2 separate regions of the Xenopus laevis genome follow, and region 2 is linked to region 1. The links are chromatin contacts, called in public Hi-C maps. All regions are on one chromosome and are shown on one strand. Each heading gives the region's core, a stretch centred on a gene start, on an enhancer-like site or on the middle of the called end of the contact. The rest is flanking DNA. Distances are from core to core; before and after follow the strand shown. Region 1 overlaps LOC108715307 (cGMP-inhibited 3',5'-cyclic phosphodiesterase B). Region 2 has its middle 81 kb from the start of LOC108715309.

Region 1 (4,447 bases), core at 789-3,288:
CAGTCGGGCGCCCATTGAATTCCCCGACACGGCCGATTTCCTCACCAAGCCGAGCATCACTCTCCATAAATCTGTGGGACTTGCGTCCACTTCTCAGGATTTCCAGCCGCATGTCCGGTCCACCACGAGCCATATTTGTACCAGGTAAATGGGGAAAAGTCACTAACACCCCAGGAGAGTAACTTTAACACCATACAAACTGCTGCCCTTTTGTTTTCTCACAGTTGTGGGCGTCCGATTTTGAAGACTCTCTCCAATGTGGAAGTGACAGATACTAGTTCCCAGTCGGCCACAGATCAGGCCGGACGCCAGGGTAAGTACTGGCATTGACTTATGGGGCAGCACTTCCCCATTGTTTCTTAATTCGCTGCTGGTGCTACATTGTTACAGACAGTGGAACTGTCATTAATTCATACCCTTTCTCCCCCAGCAGTTGAAAGCGGCACCAGCCAAAAGGAACCGGGGCATTTAAAGGAGAAGGTGCCGGAGACCCGACTGCAGAAAGACACCAGGAATGTGCCAGAAACCCACGAGCCTTACTCAGAGCCAGGGAGCGCCAACCGGGAATCTGAGGTATCATTAATGTTATTTCCCAACACCTGGGGGTACAGGTAGTGAGGCACATTCCCATCCCCCGTTAAACATTATGGCCCCTTGTGACCCACAGATGAAAGAAGAGTCCCCCCTGGAGCTGATGCTGATCCAAGACCAGGATTCGCTGTTGGACAAATTGGACAATTGGAACTTTCCCATATTTGATCTGGTGGAGCGGACGGGAGGGAAGTCGGGGAGGATCCTCAGCCAGGTACCCCCTCGTGCATTGCTTTTATTATGGGCCCATGTGATTCATATCCCTGATCCACCCCGTTAATGCCCATTACAGTACAAATTCCGCCTATTGCCAACCACCCAAACCCTGCCTAGTCCTATACAAGTCCCACCTCCTCTGTGTCCTGGAAATCTTGACACACACTCTTGTATGTCTGTTGGGGTGCCCCCCATGGGGCTCCTGACTGCAGTACCCATCTGATGGCAGCCCTGGCTTCAAAAGCTTTGTGCTCACTCGGCGCCCCATGTTTCACACCAGTTAGGGGCTGGGTATGGGGCATAAGGAGGTTACACGTACATGTCTCCCCCAACTACATTGTCCCCCATTTTTTGCATATTGCACATACTGGGGTGAATAAGGGCAATGACAGGTGAGCAGCAACAGGTTAGTGATTATGTGGAACCTTGTGATTTGGACCAGTACACGGAATCATTTGTCCCCCCCAATGCGCCCCTAATTCATAGTTCGCCCTTAAACATGACACAAATCAGAGGAGATAAGTGTATTTGGCCTGGAGCCTCCTCCTGTACTCTCTATGCCAGTTGGTTGGTAATGCTCAGAGCCCCCAGTTCTGGCGCTAGAATTATGGGTCTGCAGACAGAGCAACGCATATCGATTGCCTCCGTATTCTCATCAGTGTGACAGCTTTTAGCATGACTAACATTTTTTGGCTCGGCCGCCCTCCAATAAAAGTTTTTTTTTAAAATTCATATCTCTATAAAAGAAGGAGTAATGCAGCCGGGAGCAGATTGCTGCAGGGCCCCTGCCAAAACATATCTCCAAAATTATCCAGTGACTAATCCGAGGTCTTTCCAGGCTGGTGCAGGAAATAGACAAAGCAGAAATAATGGCTCGTTAATTGGAAGGCGCTTGTTAAGATGAAGTGAGATTCCTTTATAAAGATAGATTCCCTGCTGTAGGGGCACTGAGTGCAGTCATTGGCCAGAAGATATTGTTACTTGTGTGCAGCACGGCCCCCTGAATGCATAGGGCCAATCTCAGGAGCAGCGGCTCTAACGCTGCCCATACATGCCCAGATTTGGCGGGACAGTGTGACCCAGTTCATTCCTTATGTCCAAGTGTCAGAACAGGTTGTGGGTCCATTTCAACCAATTGCTTTGCAGGATGCCCCCCCCCCCCAAACCTAGCCATACATGTTCAGATACCTGTGGCATAATGGGAAGGCCAGCGACTACTCTGAATAAAGAGGCACCACTGTGGCCCCACCCACTGCCATTCATTAGTGAAGTTTCTCACTGCGGGGATGGCAGTTTATATGCAGGATTTCCTATTCGCAATCCATGTCGCCTCTCCTACGGTTTCTGTGACAAAGGAGTTAATTAGACTCAACAATGAGTCTTGTTATGACCGCACGGCATCCTGGGGATTTCCTGAGGATAATAAAAGCTGAACTTGCTTTCCTGTATAATGACAAAGTGGAACCATCTGTTACCCCTTCGAAACAATAATATCTCCCACTGTGGCGCCTGTCTCCGCTCTGGAGCAATTCAGGAACTGTATCTTCCTGAGTCTCGGCCTCATTCGGGGGCAGAACTATACACTGTCACCGCTGGGTTTATTGCCCCCCTTACAGAGCAGCGTGTACACTCTGAGCATCCCGAGAGTAGCCTGTCCTGCTCTACTCCATAGCAAGTTCCTTAGGAGACAGGGGGCCGAAATTAATTTGGTGATTTTCCTTAATATCTTGCCAGGAACCAGAAGTGAGAGGGTTAAATATATAATCGTGTCCATTTTGGAAGTTCCTCATTGTACTGCTCACTGGAAGTAGTACTTTACTTCTATAGTACTGCTTATAGGGAGCTCCCCGTAGTAACACTCATAGGTAATTCACAATAACACTGCTCTCTGGAACTTTCCCGTAGTACCGCTCTCGGGAGCATGTTACATTTTCTGACCCACAGTTTTCTCTCTCTCTTTCTCCATCTCCCCCAATAGGTTTCCTATGCTCTATTTCAAGATACGGGTTTATTTGAGATTTTTAAAATCCCTCTGCGAGAATTCCAGAACTTCTTTAGAGCCTTGGAAAGTGGCTACCGGGATATTCCATGTGAGTAATCACTCTCCCTACCCATGGGGGCGCCAAATATTTCACCTGGCACTAAGAGTTATGAGAGTATGAGACAGTGGGCAGCAAAAGACAGTTGGGTGAATTGAACCATAAATATTAATAATGACTGATCTTGTCTCTAAGTGTTTTTCTTCTCTGTCCCAGACCATAATCGTATTCACGCCACAGACGTGCTCCACTCAGTGTGGTACTTAAGCACCCGGCCAATCCCAGGGTTCCAAGACATTCACAGCGATGATACAGGTAACTCACACCTCTGCCTGGTGGGAATCTTAATTATAGATTTCCATTCTGACAGCACTGGCAGCACAGAGCTCACTTTTATGTAGGACTTAAATACATGACTTATTGTATATACAACATTTATATATTTAATCACCAAATGTTCTCTCCTTATTCTGTCCCTACTATCAACCATCACTGTTATCCCTGCTGCTACGATAGGCACCATCTCTCACTACTATACCTGCTATCCCACAGTCACACTCCCTTCCCATAGACTATTATCCCACTGTTACTATAGGCACCATCTCTCCCTACTATACCTGCTATCCCACAGCCACAGTCCCTTCCCAGAGACTATTATCCCACTGTTACTATAGGCACCATCTCTCCCTACTATACCTGCTATCCCACAGTCACACTTCCTTCCCAGAGACTATTATCCCACTGTTACTATAGGCACCATCTCTCCCTACTATACCTGTTATCCCACAGTCACACTCCCTTCCCAGAGACTATTATCCCACTGTTACTATAGGCACCATCTCTCCCTACTATACCTGCTATCCCACAGTCACACTCCCTTCCCAGAGACTATCATCCCACTGTAACTATAGGCACCATCTCTCCCTACTATACCTGCTATCCCACAGCCACAGAGACTCCTCTCAAAGGCTCCTTCCCCTCCCCAGTAGGACCTTGCTCTGGTCCTAAACCTGAGCAGTAATTTTCAGAGCATTTCTTATTTGGTTCCATATTAAGCGAATGATGGGCAAGTGCTGATCTGTTCGGCTCATGTGCCAAGTTGCATCAGTTTCCTCTGCTGGATGAGAAGTTTATTCTCAGTCAGAGTCAGCAACTTTGTGCCTGTGCATTAGGCTAATATTTCTTTACATAATTAGGAAATTAAAACATCTCAAACTAAAAATATCCTGGGTTAAACAATTTAACTTGATTGCTGTTGCACTGGACTCATAGGGGGAATTTTAGAAATGCGCTTTTGAGTGACTCATATGCTGAGCAATTACTCTGGCATCAGCAACATCACCCTCTTCCCTTGGAGGGAGGCAGAAGCTGTCTATGGTCCCACCCATCCTATGGGAGCTGCTTATTGTGTGCACAGCTTCTGTACTTAACATAGGGTTAAGAAACTGATAAAGGGTAACTAATCCCTGACTCCTGTCTTTGTGACTTTAGCTCTAAATCCCTTATTCTTGTATTTAGTGGACCATAAGCTTCATAACCTATGGGGCATCTCCAGGGCTGAACTCATGGAGCGTTGTCCCTTCTGATCCTTCTATAGGGGC
Region 2 (4,447 bases), core at 1,008-3,507, 140 kb after region 1:
CTCACCATCAGCATAGGAAGGGTTTTTTTTTACTGTTAGGGCAGTCAGGTTATAGGATTTCCTACCAAGAGAGGTGAATAAATGATTTATTGGTGGGGAGGAAAGGAGATCTCATCATCAGCATAGGAAGAGGTTATGGGATTCCCAGAGGTTATGAATGTTTTTTAATATAATTGGCCACCAGGGGGGCACTGTTGCATTATAGTCTATGGAATACACTGCGTTTCTTCCCAACGTCCCCCGTTGATTATTAACCACTTCTGGGCCGTGTCTCTGAAGCTTTTCCATTGCGAAGACGAGAGACTGGGGAGTCAGAATGCACAAAATAGTGTAAGTGTAAGTTAAGAGTTTGGAGTCAGGGGGGACCAGTTCCTACTTGTAACTCAGATCAGACACACTTTGGCTCAGGAAAGATAATGAAATCCTCAATCTCCGTATCTCCCGGGGAGCCGCACACGCTCTAATTACACGTCTGTAATTGGAAACATTTATGGGAACCAGCGCAATCACAGTTCTGTATCTTTGCATGTGAAATTTGATATTTATATTGATGTATGCCTGCCGTCATCAGCTGAGAGATGCGCCTGAACTGTAATCACTCTTCCTCACGCATCTGTTTAGGGTGATACCTTGTGGAATTGGGGGGTCTCAGATCCTTAGCCTAAATACTGTTTTTGTTTGTATCAAGTGCTAAGTGAGTTGCTCCAACACTCTCTGCTTTGTCAGGAGTCACAAAACATAGTTCCACCTTATAAACATTCCTTGTGCCCACACTTTCTATCCACATTCCCTATATACTGCATTAGTATTATTATTATTATTAATATGTATTTATATAGCGCCAACATATTGCGTAGCACTGTAAAGTAAATGTGATTATACAACTAAATCACATGAATTATATACATAGAACATATGGAGTTACATACATCACAATCAATACAGGTACAAAAAGGTGAGGAAGGCCCTATGCATAGGCATACACTATAAAGGGAGGGGAGTAATACACAAGGTGTGGGAGTGGGCAAGATCGAATTAAGTGGGTGAGAAATGTGGTACTGTTTGTGGTGTTGCGTTTGGTAGTTAAGCAGAATGAGGGTAGGCTTCTCGAAAGAAGTGCGTTTTAAGAGATTTCTTGAAAGCAGAAAGGTTGGGAGAAAGTCGGACAGACCGTGGGAGAGAGTTCCAGAGGAGGGGTGCAGCCCTTGCAAAGTCTTGAATGCGAGAGCATGTGAGGAGGTAATGAGAGAAGAGTTTAGTAGCAGGTCAGTAGAGGAGCGTAGTAAGCGGTTCGGTGAGTATATAGAGATGGGTTCAGAGATGTAGGGTGGGGCAGAGTTATGAAGTGCTTTGAAAGTCAGTGTCATTAGCATCCCTATACTGTATATTAGGTACCTATCTAGTGCTACCAATCCCTATTTCTGCAGGGCAGGACTGTCCAACTGGCGGCCCGTGGCCCCTCCTTGTGTGGCCCTCCACATGAAATTCTACCTGCTGTTGTTTGCTTACCGTGTGTAAACTTTAATAGGTATCACAACAGTCCTTACCTGACCGATGCATTGTTTAAACCTCAAATTCACACTGTAATCCTCTGTATTGTTCACACTTGTGACACCTCTATTGTCCACATCCTAAAGCCCTGTACTGTTCACACCTGAGACCCAGACTGAAACTGCCCACATTGTTCCCATGTTCACACTTTATACAAAATGCTAATGGAGCACCAGCTCTGTGTCACTGTATGTAGTACATATTAGACTGGTCCTGATAGGTTTCCCTGTCTCCTGCTCTGTTCTGCCCTATGCTCTCTGTGTGTGCCATACTCTGCCTGCCCTATTGTCCTTTTGTGTGCCATACTCTGTCTATGTGTGCCATACTCTGCCAGTCTGCCCCATGCTCCCTGGGTGTGCCAAACTCTGCCTGTGAAACATAAGCCTGGTATTTGTTCTGGGGGTTTGTAGGCATTTGAAAATTATTGTTAGGGGCCCCTAAGGTGTTTAATCATGTGCTGGGGGGTACCGTGTTATTAACAGGGGAGGAGGAGGTATATGGATTTAAGGGTATGTCTTAATATGACAACTTTGCATTTAGATTTAAACTCTGAGCCATTGGAGTTTGGATCTGTGGAACAACTGTCAGCTGCTGGGGGACCTTCACAGACAGTGAGTATGGAGGACTCCCCAGCTGGATCACACAGCCATTGCTGTGTAGTGGAAGCCCAGGCAGGGGAGGACAACATGGAGCAGCGTGCAGCATCTACATACGACAGTTCTGTCGCGTCGGATCAATGCTGCAACTTCAAACAATGCATTCACTTCCGTCGCATGCGATTTGTCACCGGCGCTTTGTCACCGGCGCTTTGTCGCGGTGTGTTGGATCGTGCTGAAAACGTCCGTGTAGTCCTACCCTAAGCTTTACATCTAACAGCCAGACTATTCAAGCCACTTGTGATGTTGTGCCAGAAACTCCCCATGATGTTTGTGCAGCAAGGGAAAGTTAATTTGGGGAGAGAAAAGCATTGTTGCTGCTGCTGAGCTTTCACTTACTTGGAAGGCTAAACCTCAGGATTCAGCAGGTAATAAGTTATCTGCACCCAGTCCTGCAATTAACCCTGTATCTCAGAATCTCAGTTTTCCTGGGAATCAGCTTCTGACTCAGGTGCATCTGCAACTCTTGTGGTACGTGCAAAATAGCACCCAAAGTCCCCTACTGCAGAGAGCCCCCTGGTCAGTGGCGTTTCTGCCATGAGGCAAGGTGAGTACCTTGCCTCAGGCGCAGCTCCCCAGAAGTGCAATATTTCACACTCTGCGCTAGCAATGCGCCCCTCACCGGACCTCCAATCAGAGATCTTAAGGTAAGCCTGGGGGCGGCATTTTGAACGCTGCCTCAGGCCTGAAACGCGCCTGCCCCCAGTGCCCTGTCCTGAGGATATTCCAACTATCATTAAGCAGCTGACACAAGCCTATAGTGACAAAAAGAAGAAAGAGGCAGAAATTGTGCAGCAACAAAAGCTGATCAGAGCTACAAATAAGAACAAAAGAGGAAGGCTTGAGTTGGACATGATCAAACTTAAGAGGGAACTATTTGAGGTGGAAGTGTCCATCGAGAGGTTACTGACTAAAGCAGGACCCTGGAGGGAGCGTTTTGAAAACATGGAGAGATTTGAAAAGATGCAAATCTCTGCAAAAAATGCTGTTGCAGGGGCTTCCACTGAGTCGCATAGGGCGCACAGGGCACTTTCCCACATATTAGTCAGTGCTAGTGAGCGCAGAAGGTCGTGCCTTCCTCCGCTCACAGCAGGGCATGCTACACCGGCACTTCTCTTCTCTGTGGACAGAAGTGTGCGCTTGCAGGTGCTGCTTTTGAAGCGCTCACGGACACAGCTTTAGCGCTGCTCTTATCAGTCAGCCGGGTGACACCTCGGCGCTCAGCTGCCTTTGGAGGGAGAACCGCTTTCTAACGTCTTGCTCCCAGGTAAGTGCGCTGACTTGGTTGCCACGGGAGATCATTCCACATGAGGGCGATCATATGGGTGACTTTACTCAGCCTACTGTTTGGTTCCACAGGGAGGGATACGGCCAGTGGGCCACTAGTACTGCTCCCTGTTCCGCATGTCTGACCTTGGCTGCCTGCGATCTACCTACAGTGTTGCAGGTGCCCACGCACCAGTCGGTCTCCTGTGGGTGCTTCTTGTACAGCAGCAAGGTCTTCATGTGTCGGTCCCGCAGGGTCTTGATCCGCAGCTTCACCTCGCTTCACAGCTGATACTTCAAATGTGGGTCACTAAATCACCTTGCCAGTTCCTGTGCTGTAGAGAAGTCTATCCTCTGTGGGGAAATAGGCCATACAAAGAGGTTCTGTAAGGACATTAAGTGTAACCTGTGTGGTAATATGGGGCATCCTCACCGCTTGTGCCCTATGGCCTCTCATAATAAAAATGAGAATAATCTTGTAGTGGAAAATCCGGTAGAACAAGACTCATACTCACAGTGAGGTAGAACAGAGATCACCACCACAGCCATGCATATCAAGAGCCACAAAGGGCCCCTCACAAACTGTGATAGGCTCCATAATCTCCCCAGATCCCAACCCACAGACGCACCCTCCAGGTACAGTACGTTTTAAACCTTCCCAACATATCAGTGAGACTCCTGTATCTATCTCAGAGGAATCCCCTTACAAAAAGAAGAAAAGGAAAGGAAAACACAAACATACTCTGCAAGAATCACAGACCCCAAGCAAAGAACACTGTCAAGTAGTTAGAGGCTCTAGCAAAGCAAAAAAGACCCCTGGAATCATGTGCTTTAGTCCAGAGACATTCAATCGCTATTCCCAACTACAAAGCGATGATTCGAATGAAGATGACTCCTGGGGGTCAAAGATGGAGAGGGGAGAACTTCAGAGAATAGATTGTGAAATATCTCTGGATCAGATGGTACAGCTGTCA

Evidence for each region. A called contact is a pair of places that touch in the nucleus more often than the background predicts.
Region 2: a contact with region 1 is called in a Hi-C map of the XL177 cell line, with 3 times the contacts expected there. The contact joins two enhancer-like sites.

Annotation. Positions count from the first base shown.
Region 1 is chr4S:22,000,558-22,005,004 of Xenopus_laevis_v10.1, forward strand. It overlaps LOC108715307 (cGMP-inhibited 3',5'-cyclic phosphodiesterase B), which reads left to right. Exons shown (of 16, transcript XM_018260361.2): 6 at 1-144; 7 at 225-313; 8 at 434-573; 9 at 668-805; 10 at 2,786-2,897; 11 at 3,063-3,161. Among protein-coding and RNA genes, the nearest start is that of cyp2r1.S, 30 kb to the right of the region's middle. Within about 2 kb of position 2,039, at least 1 of the 7 cell types and tissues checked has an H3K27ac peak or open chromatin away from gene starts, as enhancers often do.
Region 2 is chr4S:22,136,349-22,140,795 of Xenopus_laevis_v10.1, forward strand. No RefSeq gene overlaps it. Among protein-coding and RNA genes, the nearest start is that of LOC108715309, 81 kb to the left of the region's middle. Within about 2 kb of position 2,258, at least 1 of the 7 cell types and tissues checked has an H3K27ac peak or open chromatin away from gene starts, as enhancers often do.